3 separate regions of the Mus musculus genome follow, and all the other regions are linked to region 1. A link is a contact called in public HiCAR-type and promoter capture Hi-C data. All regions are on one chromosome and are shown on one strand. Each heading gives the region's core, a stretch centred on a gene start, on an enhancer-like site or on the middle of the called end of the contact. The rest is flanking DNA. Distances are from core to core; before and after follow the strand shown. Region 1 holds the start of Fstl5 (follistatin-like 5). Region 2 holds the start of Ppid (peptidylprolyl isomerase D (cyclophilin D)). Region 3 holds the start of Fnip2 (folliculin interacting protein 2).

Evidence for each region. Promoter capture Hi-C pulls out the DNA fragments that hold promoters and counts their contacts. HiCAR-type assays count read pairs that join an accessible place to other places.
Region 2: a promoter capture Hi-C map of hippocampal neurons shows a contact between it and region 1, with 4 times the contacts expected there. The contact joins the promoter of Ppid here to the promoter of Fstl5 in region 1. A contact is called at or near these places in 3 of 39 promoter capture datasets (cranial neural crest, hippocampal neurons and pre-B cells).
Region 3: a HiCAR-type map of astrocytes shows a contact between it and region 1, with 2.7 times the contacts expected there. The contact joins the promoter of Fnip2 here to the promoter of Fstl5 in region 1. A contact is called at or near these places in 3 of 39 promoter capture datasets (cranial neural crest, frontonasal cranial neural crest and pre-B cells) and 1 of 115 datasets of contacts at active chromatin or transcription factors (astrocytes).

The regions. Positions count from the first base shown.
Region 1 is chr3:76,072,515-76,077,199 of GRCm38.p6, reverse strand. It overlaps Fstl5 (follistatin-like 5), which reads right to left and starts at 2,639. Exons shown (of 16, transcript NM_178673.4): 1 at 2,226-2,639.
Region 2 is chr3:79,588,672-79,593,356 of GRCm38.p6, reverse strand. It overlaps Ppid (peptidylprolyl isomerase D (cyclophilin D)), which reads right to left and starts at 2,020. Exons shown (of 10, transcript NM_026352.4): 1 at 1,800-2,020. The coding sequence starts at 1,884.
Region 3 is chr3:79,564,857-79,569,541 of GRCm38.p6, reverse strand. It overlaps Fnip2 (folliculin interacting protein 2), which reads left to right and starts at 1,863. Exons shown (of 17, transcript NM_001162999.2): 1 at 1,863-2,033. The coding sequence starts at 1,939. It overlaps 4930589L23Rik (RIKEN cDNA 4930589L23 gene), which reads right to left and starts at 1,350. Exons shown (of 2, transcript NR_152118.1): 1 at 344-1,350.

The DNA of each region.
Region 1 (4,685 bases), core at 1,390-3,889:
ATTTTAATATCTACTGTTTGATTTTAAATATAGCTCTTGTATTGTCTTGAATGAATTAATGTTCACTGTATGATTTTTTCCGAAAGAGCAATTACTGAATTACCATATTTACCTGTTTTCTCACTGTCTGTAAAACTAGAAATTCTATTGCTTTATAGTGTGTATTTTATTCTCCATTGAAATAAGGTCTTTTAAATGCAAACTTTTGTCTCACTAAATTAACTTATTAGTGGTTTAGAATACTAAAATTGCCAATAATATTTTAACTTGTATTTAAATATCACATTTTGATAACAAATTCCATCTATAAGAACACTGGATATTTGTGTCTTTACATTTGGACAAGTACAGAAAACTTCCTGCAAACAAAAACCATTGGTATCCGAAAATTATTGAAATAAACGTAAAGTTCATATGTGGCTGCTTTTCAAGCCACTTGTAGGATTAAGGTATGCACGAATGAGTCACGATTAATAAATAGGAAGCAACCATTATTTCACTTGAAATTCCAAAGTGAAAAACTTATTTCACTATGATTAGTTTTTAAAAGAAAATTTATGATGAATAGTGATGAAAAACAATTTCATAAAACAAAGTCATATTTATCAAAACTTCCAGGCATGTCTTACTTCATGTGTCTTATTTATTGTTGTGATAAATGACGTTGCTTTATGAGTCTACTTGTTCAAATTTTTATTTATGTATGAACATTTAAACACATGGACTAATGACTAGCATGAATCCTACAAAGAATATTTGTTAAGTGAGAAACAGGTAACAGTGTAAGAGGATTCACTTTAGCTCAGGATAATCTGCAGCAATATGCATGTCTTGTAGCAATCCCTCCCCTAGAAGCTGTGATATAAACAAAATGAAAAAAACCTCTACTCAGATGAATGACTTAAAACCATATGCACCTAAACTTCATCCCAGTAACTCTAATGTAACTATTGTGCAAATGCCTAAGACATTTTAACATCCAACACACATGAACTTAACTTACTACACCTTGATGATGTGCACAGCTTGGTGAGTTCAGACAGTCAAGTAGGAAGCAGCACTACAGCTCACCTATTCCGATTAACACAAGAATTGTAATGAAACAAGCTTTGACTTTTTCTAGGCACTCTTTCTCCTCCATCTAATGTCACTGAATGCCATGAATGGAGAATCACACCATTTCCCAGACATATCTCATCTGTTTAATACATGTGTGAACAATAGCACTATCTATGGGAACACCAAGTAACTTCCACCATTTAGTGTTTGCTCACTATGAGCAGTCTTGTATGGTGTTTATCCATACCAAGTTCTCCTTTCAAAACACACTCAGATCACACTGCCAAATGACAAAAGGAACATAGCTTCACGTGAAACCTTTTAAGTCAAAAACGTTCTCTGTTAAGCATGCAAGAGGTTAAAGGTTGATGAAATAGCAAGACATCTTCTCAACCCAAGCTTACCTGCCTCACTCAATCACCTAAGCAGTCAACACTATAATGTAAGCTGATACTATATTATTAAATCAGAGTATCTCATTTGCATTCACCTCTGACCTGACGGGCTGGGGAGAGATGACATCTACTAGGAAATAGCAGAACAAGCAGTCCCCAACTTGGAAATTCACAGGACCTTGGGTGTGAAATCCTCACAGACTGAGTTTCACTAGTTTTATTTGCACCCGCTGCACAACAACATATGTAAATGAAGCCAGCCTGGCAGAAATAGCCCTATCCCTTCCGTCTCCCCTCCAAACCATGTTAACAAGCTCAGCACTTTGCAATTCATGTTTCAGACACACAAAATATTATTTATTATGCAAACAGTAGGTCATTCAAATATGCTTTTAAATTAAATGCATTTTAAAGAACTTGGAAATTTTTATCACATCCATACACATATTTGTGGGCTTGATATTGAACAGTTACAAACCCAAGCCACACTACAAGTATTCATCTAAAATATTTACACTGATAAAGCAAGATGTATCATGACATTAAGTTCACAAAAACAGACAGCTCTCAACTTCCTTAACACTTTAATAATCGTGGTCTTCAGTATTATTAGAAGAGCATCTCTATTGTATCAAATTATTAATTTTTATAATTATTTCCAAAGTCCTGTCTCAAATTATAGAAATAAAAATAACTTATTTTTAAATTTTTTCACGGCTGCCTGCATTTCTCACCCACTTGCAATCATTTATAACAATATTCTATTCTTACCTTATTTGAAGTAAAAAACAAAAAAGTCCTCCAAAAAGATTTCTAAATGATGTGAAAATATGAGTCACAGTGTAAAAAAGAAAAAAGAAAAATAATAACGATGAAAAGATCCTCTTAGGTTGGAAAAAAAATCCAAATACTTTGAGTTAGAACTACAGAATCTCCAAAGTCACGCCTGAGTGGGCGCCCAGATTGCAAACATAGGAGTCTCTCCCACGTCCGAGTCGCACTCCTTTGTCAAGTTAAATTGGGTCCTGTGGTGAAGCGGGTCCCACTGGGCACATAGGGTTCCAGTGGGCGTTGCCTCCAGGTGCCCAAGCAGGCGATCCCTTACACCCGGGGTTCAGCACCGACACTCTGTGGACAGCACCAGCTCCGCTCACGTCCAGTTTGTCTCAGTCACTGAACCAGGATGATTCTCGCGCCTCCTCCCTCCGCAAAAGCCAGGCTGCCCGTCAACCCCGGTGTGCCCCGCCCCCACATCTGACGTAACTGTTTTGCATATTAACTCTCCAGGAGGTGAGGGGCGGCCCCTTGGCTGGGCTTCTGATGGGTTCAGCTACCGCAATCCAGAGGACCAGACTCAAGATTAAAATCAGCATTTGGGCATTGGTCGGACTTTATGCTCCATTCGCGGAGCCCAGCAGAAACTATAAAGGCTGCGGCGGTGTCTGCGCCTCCTCCTTCGCTGGGACCGCGGATCCCGGGACTCTGCGACCTCACAGCCCGCTAGGGAGACCAGGCTTCCTAGTATGGGACTGTGAGGTAAAGAACTGCGCACCAAGAAGTCATCCAGTCCTGTCTCATGCATCAGACCCTTTAATCTTCCAGACCAAACTTTCTCTCTCATTTGGTTGTGGGTGGGTACCTGATTCAGACTTCTGCTCCTATATGGGGCTCTTGGAGTGAGGCCCTGCTGCAGAAACTTGACTGGAAAAGAATTAAAAATATCTGAGCGCAGGAAGGGTATTTGAAAGCTTGTAATGCTTGCCACCTCTCCGAAACAGGATTTTTTTTTTTTTTTTTTTGCCATGTGACTGTTTAGTTTATGATAAGCTTCATAGAATTGGAGATGGCAGGATTTTAGAAGCTCATATTAATAATGCTTTGTTTGAAAGTTCTCAGCTTCAACTCTCATCGCCAAACCAAGAAGCTTGTACAGTTTTTATTATGTCCGATACATCACTTGTTCTATGAAAGATGGAACAGGCTGGAAGCAGTGTCACAGCTTTTAGCAGTTCTCTCAGTGTGTATGATCTTCCTTGTCCCAGGATGCTACAAAAAGGACTTTGACAAAGGAAGAGGCCCAGACAGGTCACATCCACAGTGATCTCTGACTTGTGAAGGAAACAAAAACCAAAAAAAACAAAAACAAAAAAAAACAAAAACAAAAACAAAAAACAACCCACCAAAAACAAACAAAAAAACCACTCCAGGTACAGCCCCATACCTTCCACACAAACTTCCTACACCTAGTGTTAATTGAACAGAAAGTAGTATATAAAACTAAGCCCACGATTTTTAATTACATAAAGCTTTTTCATAAAATGTGTATCATTTTTTTTAAAAAACACCTACTATTAAATGTGCTATTTTCCACAGGATTACACGAGTTCTTCATCGTTTTCCAGGAATCTAAGCAAACTTCTCACTGGGACCACTCCTGTGTTCCCAGCAACGTTAATTAGATGATCAACTTGGGTTTCCTGGGAAAGCATCTTTAACAAACAAAGACAATAATTCTCAGATGCAGAGCAATCTGCCATGCTTTGGTCTCCTCTGGCGACTACCAACTTTATGTTAATATATAAATGGCAAATGTTATTTTGAGCTGCTCATTATGTGGACACACATGCGCGTGCGCGTAGATTTATTGTTTCTGTTCCTGGTGCACTTTTAATGACAGTTTTAGAAACCATGGCAGGAAATGAAAGGTAATTCATGGGAGCAGGTGGGTATTGTCAATTACAATTACAACAAAGCCAGTTGAATAGCCTGCCCTTAGGCTGGCGGTGGAAAGAGAAATAACCCAGGCATTGCTTTGATGTCCTCATGCTATGCCGTCAGAGAAGATTTGATAGTTTACTGCAGAAATACATAAGACATTTTTATATAGTCTTGTAAGAATGCAAGAAAACCTATGGCAATTATTTAATCAGCGTTAATTTTCAGTTCACTCCAGTAATAAGACATTAAGGGTAGGAATCCAAATGAGGCAATCATACAATTATTCAAAGTCTAAAAAGGGTGGACTGGGAAGCTTCCAAATACAAAGGTGGGATGCTAATTGTTTTCTCATCATCTCTAAAAAGAACAGAAGAGAGCAAAGGAGAGAGAAATGAGAGAAAGAGCAATAGGAAGTAGAGCAATTCTGACAGACATGCCCAGAAACACATACACCAAACAGGCATCATGGGCTCTAATGCATCCTCCACTGGAGTAGCCAGGGTTGGGGGGCGG
Region 2 (4,685 bases), core at 771-3,270, 3.5 Mb before region 1:
AACTTTTTAAAGAGTCCACAAACGTGAGAGCCTATTGTAGGTTATTTCATGCACCATACTATCCTCTAGAGTTAACTACAAAGTTATAAATAAGATTTCCCTCTTTTAAAGGCCAGTGTTATATTCTACTGTGTATACAGCACGGTGTATGTTCTCATGCTTTGACAGACACTAGATTGGTGCTGTGTGTGTTGGCTACTGTGAATAACGCTGCAGTGCCTCGGGTATGCATACAAACTTCATCTCCCTTGAAAATAAGCCCAAACACGGAACTGTCAGATCCGTGTCACTGTCATCTCATTGTCATTTTTCTACGATTCCTATTTAGTCTAAGGAAAGCTTCGTAGATCTAAACTTGAAACAACACAAGATTATAACTAATTACAGCATCCAGGCGATTAGCTGCCTAGGAAGCACAACATGGTTTAATGTACAAAGGATTTAAAACCCTAAATCACTTAAATAATATTCAGACTTTTAAATTTTTTTATTCTGGGCTGGAGAGATGGCTCAGTGGTTAAGAGCACTGACTGCTCTTCCGAAGGTCCTGAGTTCAAACCCCAGCAACCACATGGTGGCTCACAACCATCTGAAATGAGATCTGATGTCCTCTTCTGAAGGCATCTGAAGACAGCTACAGTGTACTTAGATATAATCATAAATAAATCCTTAAAAAATATTTTTAAAAAAATTTTATTTTATGTGTGAGGCTGAGGCATGTAGTGTGGAGATCATGGGACAATCGCTGGGATTCAGGGTTGGTGGCAGACACCTTTACCTGCTGACCTATCTCAGGGGCCCTGCACTCAGAATTTCTAATCGCTAAGTAACTAACAGAAGACATAGTCCACTCTGTGTTCTATGGAAACTGCCTTTTGTAACCTCTGAAACAGTTCCCTTCTCAAGAATCCAAGAGACAGTTAACAATAAAATCTGTTACAAAACAAAGTGAATGCATATATACCCGTGTGTGTACCCATCCCAGCAGGTCTGGCCTACAACTCTAACATGCTTCAGAAAAGCCCAATTGAGTTACAAAGCAACACGAGGGCTTATGACAGTGTTTCTCAACCTTCTTAATGCTTCCACCCTTTAATATAGTTCCTCATCATAACTGTAAGTTTGCTACTGTTACGATTAGTAATGAAAATATCTGATATGCAACTCGGTGAAATGGTCGTTTAACAACCCACCCTCCAAGGAGTTTCCTCCACCCACCGGTTAAGCCACTGGCTTAGGGCTTCTTAGCTCTGAATCCTAGGTAACCATACAGACATAGTGCTCAATTCCATGATGCCAAAACAGCACAAACGATCGCCTACTTAAACTGCTACTATAATCAGTAATAAGGAAAAAGCACTAAGCACGAAAGTCACTCTAATTTGAAAATGATCTGGTAGCTCCCAATGTAGTTCGTGTACCAAGAGGCACGTGGCGTGTCTTGAGCCCCCCAGGCACATATCCAGGAAGCATACCGAACTATCCACCACTACTCGTCAAATCATTTCACTTTATAGTAAGTAGTGATGCAAAGGTTGCAGGGAAGTGCGATCAAAAAGAGACAAACGATAGGGACGCCACGATCCCTAAAGTAGAAGTAGAAATTTCCAGAAACTTCCACCGGAAGGGAGAGGGCGCAATCTGGACTCGTGGAGGCCAGGGCTCGCTCCGTCTGGGACCTAGGCTGCTATCCCCCTCCGGATCCCAGGCCCCGAGCCGCCGAACAGCCAGCGGGCCAAGGAGAACCGCAGCAGGGAGGCCCCGGGCGAGGGAACCGCTGAGCCGTTCGCGCCGCTCACCTCGCTCCCCGCCGATGTCCACGTCAAAGAAGACTCGCGGGTTCTTGGAGTTGGAGGGCTTGGCTGCCGGGGATGCGTGGGACATCTTCACTGCGGGCACTGGGCAGCGGGACACGAGCACCTCGTGCGCGAGACCGGAGCAAACTCTACTGCCCCTCTACGTTATAACCTGGCAACGCGCGGAAGAGTTACTTCCTGCGCACCGCCGGAAGCTGTACTCTGGTTTCCGGTGGCGCCTTCACCTTCCGGTTTCTGCGCCTGGCCCCTAATGCTTCTCTTTAGGTGGCTGTAGTGGCCGTCGGTTTCTTTTTAGTGTGTGCGCCGTTCCCTGGTGTTTGCTGCATCGCTGGGTGGAGAATTTGGAAACCATCCTAGCCTCGACTCTGCCACGAAATGCCAGTAACTACAACGAAACTTAGTTTACTCGTCTGTAAAATGGGGATAAAAATGCCTCCTCTGAGCAGACATGGTGGCTAGGCGGCACGACCTGAGTCTGATCCCCAGGATCCGTAAGGTGAAAGGAAAGAATGTTATCACCCAGTTGCCATCTGATCTCCACGAGTATGTCGTAGCATGCACACAGAAGCGCACATACATAAATTAATTGGTGCCTTCTTTTTCTTAATGCCTACCTACCTAGGGAAGGCGTTTTGGAAATTAAAGACATAAATTACTTATCAGAATGCCTGACATAAACATGTGGCTTCTAATAAATAACAGATGTCCAGTTACTATTGCCATGTTATTGTCATTTGGCCGTTAAGTTGTAAGTGACCCAGTCTAAAGCAAAGGCTCCAAATGCGCTGATGTTGAGAATCTAAAAGAGGATTTATTTGACTTCTGTTAAAACTAGATATCCTATAATAGTCTGTCTTTTTTTTTTTTTTCTAATGGGCTTGGTGTAAAATACACAACTTAAAGTTGAATGTGGTTATTCAGTACTGAGGAGGTAGAAGCAGGACGATCTATGTGAGTTCCAGGCCAGCCTGAGCTATGCCAGTAAGAATTTAAAAAGTGGCCATCCAGAGACTGTCCCACCTGAGGATTCATCCCATATACAGTCACCAAATCCTGACACTATTGTAGATGCCAAGAAATGCTTGCTGACAGGAGCCTGATATAGCTGTATATAGAGGCCCTGCCAGAGCCTTACAAATACAGAGGCGGATGCTCACAGTCAACCATTGGACTGAGGGGGTTGGGGGTCCCAATTGAGGAGTTAAGGAAAGAATTGAAGGAGCTGAAGGGGTTTGCAACCCCATAGGAAGAACAACAATATCAACCAACAGAGTTCTCAGGCACTAAGCCACCAACCAAGGAGTACACATAGCTCCGGCTACATGTATAGCAGAGAATGCCCTTGTCAGGCAACAATGGGAGGAGAGGTTCTTGATCCTATGAAGGCTGGATAGATGCCCCAATGTAGGGGAATTGAGGGTGGGAGTGAGTGGTGGGTGGAGGAACACCCTCATAGAAGCAGGGGGAGGGGGTGGGATAGGGAGTTTCTGGGAGTGAGAAGCCAGGAAAGGGGATAACATTTTGAAGTGTACATAAAGAAAATATGCAATTTTTAAAAAAGAATAAGAAAGTACATTTAGGACGAGTAGCTTTGGCATAGGCCTGTTATGCCAGTAGTTGATTCCATGCCAGGAGAATCCAAAGTTCAAGTTAGCCTGGGCTAAGTAAAGAGGCACTCACTCCAAAAAGACAAAAAAGGAGGTAAAACATTGTTAAGACTGGCCAGGTGGCACTTATGAGGTAGAAACAGGAAGATGGATAGTCCCAGGTTAGTCAGTACTACAGAACGAGACCTTACCTTTAAAAAATAAATAAATAAACCAGCCCAGGAAAAAAATTAACCAGCCCAAGTTGGTACCCAGCACCTATAATCTCCGCACTAGAGGCAAGAGTATCAGGAGCTAAACACCCAAACAAGCTCGCTCTTCTGTAAGTTGCCTTGTTCATGGTATTTAATCACAGCAACAGGAAAGTAATTAGTTCAGATCAGCAAAGCAGTTGGAATCTTCTATCCTGGTCATGTCCGGGCAGCAAACTGGTCATTTATATTTTGTCTTGCACATGACAATGATAAAGTTAATTAAAATGTGTGCTCAGGGGTCTGAGAAGATGTCTCACTCAATATGCAGGCGGATCCCTGGCACCCACTCAAAGGCTGGGTGGGGTGGGCACACAGTGGTCCCAGTGCTAAGGAAGATGATTCCTGGAGCAAATTGGCCAGTCGATGTGCTCGAAGTTAAAGGAGAGACCCTATCTCAAAAAATAAGATGGAGACCTGCCATACTCAATATCAAACTCTGCCCTCTACATTCATACACACATCCAGACAAACACATGCAGACAATACACACACACACACACACACACACGTTGCTGTTGTTCTAATCTACTAACTTGAAATCACTGAGGGCAGTCTGGAATGCGTAGAAAAACTCTCCTAAAAGGAAACACAAGAAGGAGGAGAGAGAAGAAAAGCTAGGGGCAAGCTGAGAATGCTGGCTCCATTCTCATAAGAAGGAAACTGGACAGGATGATTCTGTTGTTGTACAAGTGTCTGGGTGTGAAAACTGATGTAAAAGTTACTCTCCCGCTACCTAGGATTTTTTCCACAGTAAGTGGCTTTTTATGAAATTCGTATTACTAGAACCAAACCAAATGAAGAATCAAACTTTTTTTTTTAATTATGTGCTTGTGTCTGAGTTTGTGTATGTCAATTCAGAGACCCACAGGGACCAGAAGAGGGTATTGGTTCCCCTTGAGCTACCATTATAGGTGGTTGTGATCCTGCTTATGTAGGTACTAGGAGCCAAACTCCAGTCCTCTTGGAAGAGCAGCAAGCTCTCTTGACCCCTGAGGCCAAAGCTTTGG
Region 3 (4,685 bases), core at 614-3,113, 3.5 Mb before region 1:
AGCATTCACAATATCCCTGTTCCTCTTCACATACAGAGCCATGTGGCAGTGCTAGAGACCCGGACTAAGAAACCAGGAAGCAACCTCTGGATTGGGGGCCTTGAGCAGATTAGAGCTATGCCCCACCCCCTCTTTTGATTACTTATATTTGTGAAATATGTTTGCTTTTAAACGTCTAAATGTCCTCTTTTTTTGTTTGCTTGTTTTGCTTTTTAGCGCTCTCTCTCTCTCTCTGTGTGTGTGTGTGTGTGTGTGTGTGTGTGTGCATGCGCGCGCATTGTGTAACTTTGTGCCTCTGAGTGCAGTGCCCTTGGGCACCAAAAGGGGGAGGACGACTTCTGACCTGGAGTTGGACTTGGTTGTGAGCTTTCTGATCCACTTGCTGGGAAGAGATCTCCAGTCCCGTGCAAACGCAGCTTATGTTTGTAACTGCTGAGCCATGTTTCTCCATCCTTAACTTTCCTTTGATCAAGTCTAAGAAATCTTGGTGGGTCATTTGTTCACCGTCCTCAAATTTGCTGGAGTCAGAGTGGAACTCAAAAGTAACTAACTCTAGCTCTACTACCTACCATCTGAACCACGTTAGAGCTCTAGGCCGCAAAACAGATTAATAAACTGTTTTGAATGTGGTCAGACTCTTCATAACCGCAGGTTCTTTAACGTCTTGCACCACAGCACAATAAATTCTCAGGGGGTCTGAGGCGTGAAAGCACAGGCAAATGAGTCTAAGCACACACTCAGCTTCCCTAAATCAAAGAATCTATTGAGTTTTTTTTTTTTTTTTTTATGTGCCCAATGTGAACACGAACTAGGAAAGCAATCATTTGTGTGTATATGTGGGCTTAACGCACGCACATATGGGCTTAGTACATGCACAGCTTTTGTGTGACTTATGTACCAGTGGGAACCAACACACCAAAAAACCCAAAAAAACCCCAAAAAACAAAAAAAACCAAAACAAAACCCGGTGACCTGAATAAACTGTTTGTAAATTCAAAATTGAGCCTGCTGATTTACTCTGGTTCCGGCAGTTGCTTGCTGGGACCTCAAATGCAGCAGGGGCCAGAATCCCCAGCAGCAACGTCAGGCACTAAAGTTGCTTCTCCAGCTCAGGCCACGTTTTCTGCTAGGGAGTCCTGGACCCGATAAAATGAGGACCAAGTTCAAGGGCTTTTCTTTCCAAAGAACAAAAACCTCCATAGTTGTGCTCTGGAGCTCAGTAGGTCAAGTGTGTGAAGACTCGTGCACCCCGCCCAACTCTCTAGCCCCAGTAAGAGCCCGGCGAGTGATAACTCCGGGCGTACCCCTAGTGATGTCGGCGCAGGGCGGGTAAAGCTGGCCAATGGAGACGTTAGGCCTCTATGCTCCTCCCCCTCCCCCCACACGCCCCGCCCCACTCCTCCCTACGAGCCTCTCCCGGCTCCACTCTCCGCTTCCCTGGCGCTCCTCCTCCATCGCCCACTCCTCTCTCCCACTCCCTTGTATTCCTCCCAACACGTTCCACTCTTCATCGCCTGCGCTCCTCCCAGTCCCTCTTGCTCCTCCCAGTCCCTCGTGCTGCCTTCTGACGCTCCTCCTCCCTCCTCCCGGCGCTCCTCCCCCTCGCTCGTGCACCCCCCTCCCTGCCATCCTCGTGCTCCTCCCCTCCCTCATGCTCTCCCTCCTCTTCTTCCCGTGCTCCTCCCTCTCCCTCGTGCTGCCCTCTCCGCGCTCCTCCTCCCGCGGGAGCGAGCTGTCAGCCGGGCGGGCCGGCTCCGTCATATGACCGGCCGGCGGCCGCGGCGCCGCACCTTCCGTCCGCTGCAGCGGTCCCGCGCTCGCGCCCCTCCGGGCGGCCGCGCCCCCGTCGCCATGGCCCCGCCGCGGCCGCCGTGGGCTGCGCGCTGAGCCGTCGGGTCCCGGAGCGTGGCCGCCCGCCCGGGCCGCCGCGTGCACGCCATGGCCCCGACCCTGCTCCAGAAGCTCTTCAACAAAAGGGGCGGCGGCGCAGCGTCTGCCCAGGCCCGGCCGCCCAAGGAGGAGCCGGCCTTCAGGTGAGCGCGTGCGAGCGGGAGGGAGGCCTCAGGCGGGCTGCATGGAGACCGGACCCCCGCGCCACCCTGTCCCCTCCTCCTGGGCGGGACCCCGCGCCACCCTGTCCCTTCTTCCCAGATCCTCCTGGGAAAGACCCCAGTCTCTCACTCTCCTCTGTCCCGGTCCTCCCGGGTGGGACCCCACGCCTCTCTCGCCCCTCTTTCTGGGTGGGACCCAGCAGCATCCTCTTCCCTCCCTCGCCGGGTTCTCCCAGGTTGGGCTCCTCTTTCCACTTCTTTCAGGGTCTCAGAGCCGCGAACCGCCCTGTCCCTTTTCTACTGCTCCTTCTGGGTGGAACCTCAGCGCCGTCCTCCTTCCTTGCTCTCCAGGTCTCCCCAGGTGGGAGCCCTGCGCCATCCTCTGCCCTCTTTCCTCAGGTGCCCCACAAAATTTCTCCATATGCCCCCGTGTCTGAGCACGTCTGGGACCGGTGTGTACCTTCCAGGGTCTCTGGAGGGAGAGTCACCTGCGTCTCCCCTGCCCCAGAGCCTGTAAGCTGTCATTTTGCAGGCAGCTCCAACCCACTGAGTATGTGACAGTATTTTGAAGTTGGAAAGGGTGAAGCCACGAAAAAAGCAGCTTCTTTCTTGCAGTGTATGACAAGCTCGCCGGCGGATGAATAAAAGTGTGTAATTTCCTCATCAGTTAGAAGGCTGATGCCGCATGATGAGTGGAAAGGGAGGGAAATGCTTTTTATGAAACGTCTCGGGTTCTAATTTAACAAAGCAGAGGCAGATATTTAATAGTTCATCTTCGGAACACATACCTTTGGATTAGCATGTGTTAAGCTGGCTCAAGACCCACAGCTCTAAGTGGCGGCTGGTCTTGCATTTTGAGCTAAGCAATTGGCTCTCAGTAACATCCCTATACTATTCTGCTTTTGAGTGGTAAGTTTCCAAAGATGCTCTCCTGGGTCCTGTACTGTCTCTCAGCACTACTAGTTGAGAAAACATTTTATTTGCCATTTAAGTTTTCATCACTATAAAACAAAACAAAACAAAACAGAAAACTGAACACCTCACACCGATTCAGACCTTCTAGGGATACTTTATGTTCAGAATGTAAGACTTTGAATTTTTTTTAAAAACAAACAAACAAACAAACAAAGGTCTCATTAGTCCAGGCTGGCTTTAAACTCTTGACAATCTTCCTGCCTTAGCTTCTCAAGTTCTGGGAACACCAACATGAAGCATCGCATTTGAAATGAATTTTGATTAAATCTCATCTCCTTTATTGCATAAAAATTCATTCAAAACACATACAAACACATTCCTATAGTTATATAAGATTTTCTTTTATCTTGTATTTCCAGTTTTATGTAGCCCAGGCTAGCTTCGATCAATTGATGACCTGATCGTCCTGTTAGTGCTTCTCAAGTGTAAGATTACAGTAAGCACGTGCTGCCATCCCTGGCTCCAACTTGGAGAGAATGAGACATTAAACAGAATAGCAGCATTTGTGTGTGTGTGTGTGTGTGTGTGTGTGTGTGTGGTGGGAGGTTGGAAGGTAAATTGTGAGGACTGCCTGGATCATGGTCAGTGCATTTCCGTTAGGCAGACTGGACCTGATTCTGTGCCTTCTATTTGTCTGCCTACCCGTGATGCTGTCGTCTAACGTCTCTGAGTTGTAGAATTACTTTGGAGTCAGGACATGTTAATTCTTCTTGGAATCCTAGACTAGACCAAGATTCCTCAGGTGTCTTCTTTGGTGGCCCTTACCAAGGACATTACAGCCATTTGAGTGCCCGTGGAGATGCGTGGTACTTGTCACTGTTTCTTACGTTCCCTGCCTACTTGTCCACCAGCACTCTTCCCTTCCCATGGATAAGGTTAAATTCAGTGTATTTTGAGCAACAGCAACAACAACAAAAAAATGTGGCTATATTTAGGGCTCGGCCATATTAGGAAAATTGATTCCCACTTTGTGAGTACAATATTAGTACCATGTTCTGTCTTCTCATTTGGTGTTTAAGGGAGAAGAAAGTGCAGTCTTTAACTTTTTTTACTGTGCTATACATTTATTTGTATGCGTGTGGGAACACACACTCCAGTTCTACAGCATGCAGGTGGAGGTCGGGGACAACTTTCAGAACCCTGTTTGCTCCTACCTTGTGTTTACCTGGGACGCTAACTCAGGTGATCAGGCAACAGGTACTCTCTCCTGCTGAGCCACCATGATAGCCCCCATGTGCCATCTCTTGTCATTTGTTCACCTCAGATTTTTTGTTTCCCGATAGGCTTTTTGAGGTAGATGTTCCTGAAGGATGTTGAGGCTGCCTCTCTTCCCTTTTTGTCTTATGTAACCCAGGCTGACCTAGAAGTCCAGCTTTGCCTCAGTCCTCATGTGATCAGATGCTGGGGTTACAGATTCACCAACGTGCTGGGCACTTGTGTGACCTCTCTTGTTATCCGGGCTTTCCACTCCTCCTCCTCCTCCTGCAGTGCTTCCCTGTTTGTGGTTCAGAGAGCGAGAGTGGCTCCAGTCCCACACTGTTTCCAGATCTTATCTGTCAGCCGTCACCTATATATAGGGCATTGTCACAGTCAAGAGTACAACTTACACATTTCATTGATGATCCCAACGCTTGTCTTTTCAGTTTGCCTTGGTAGAAA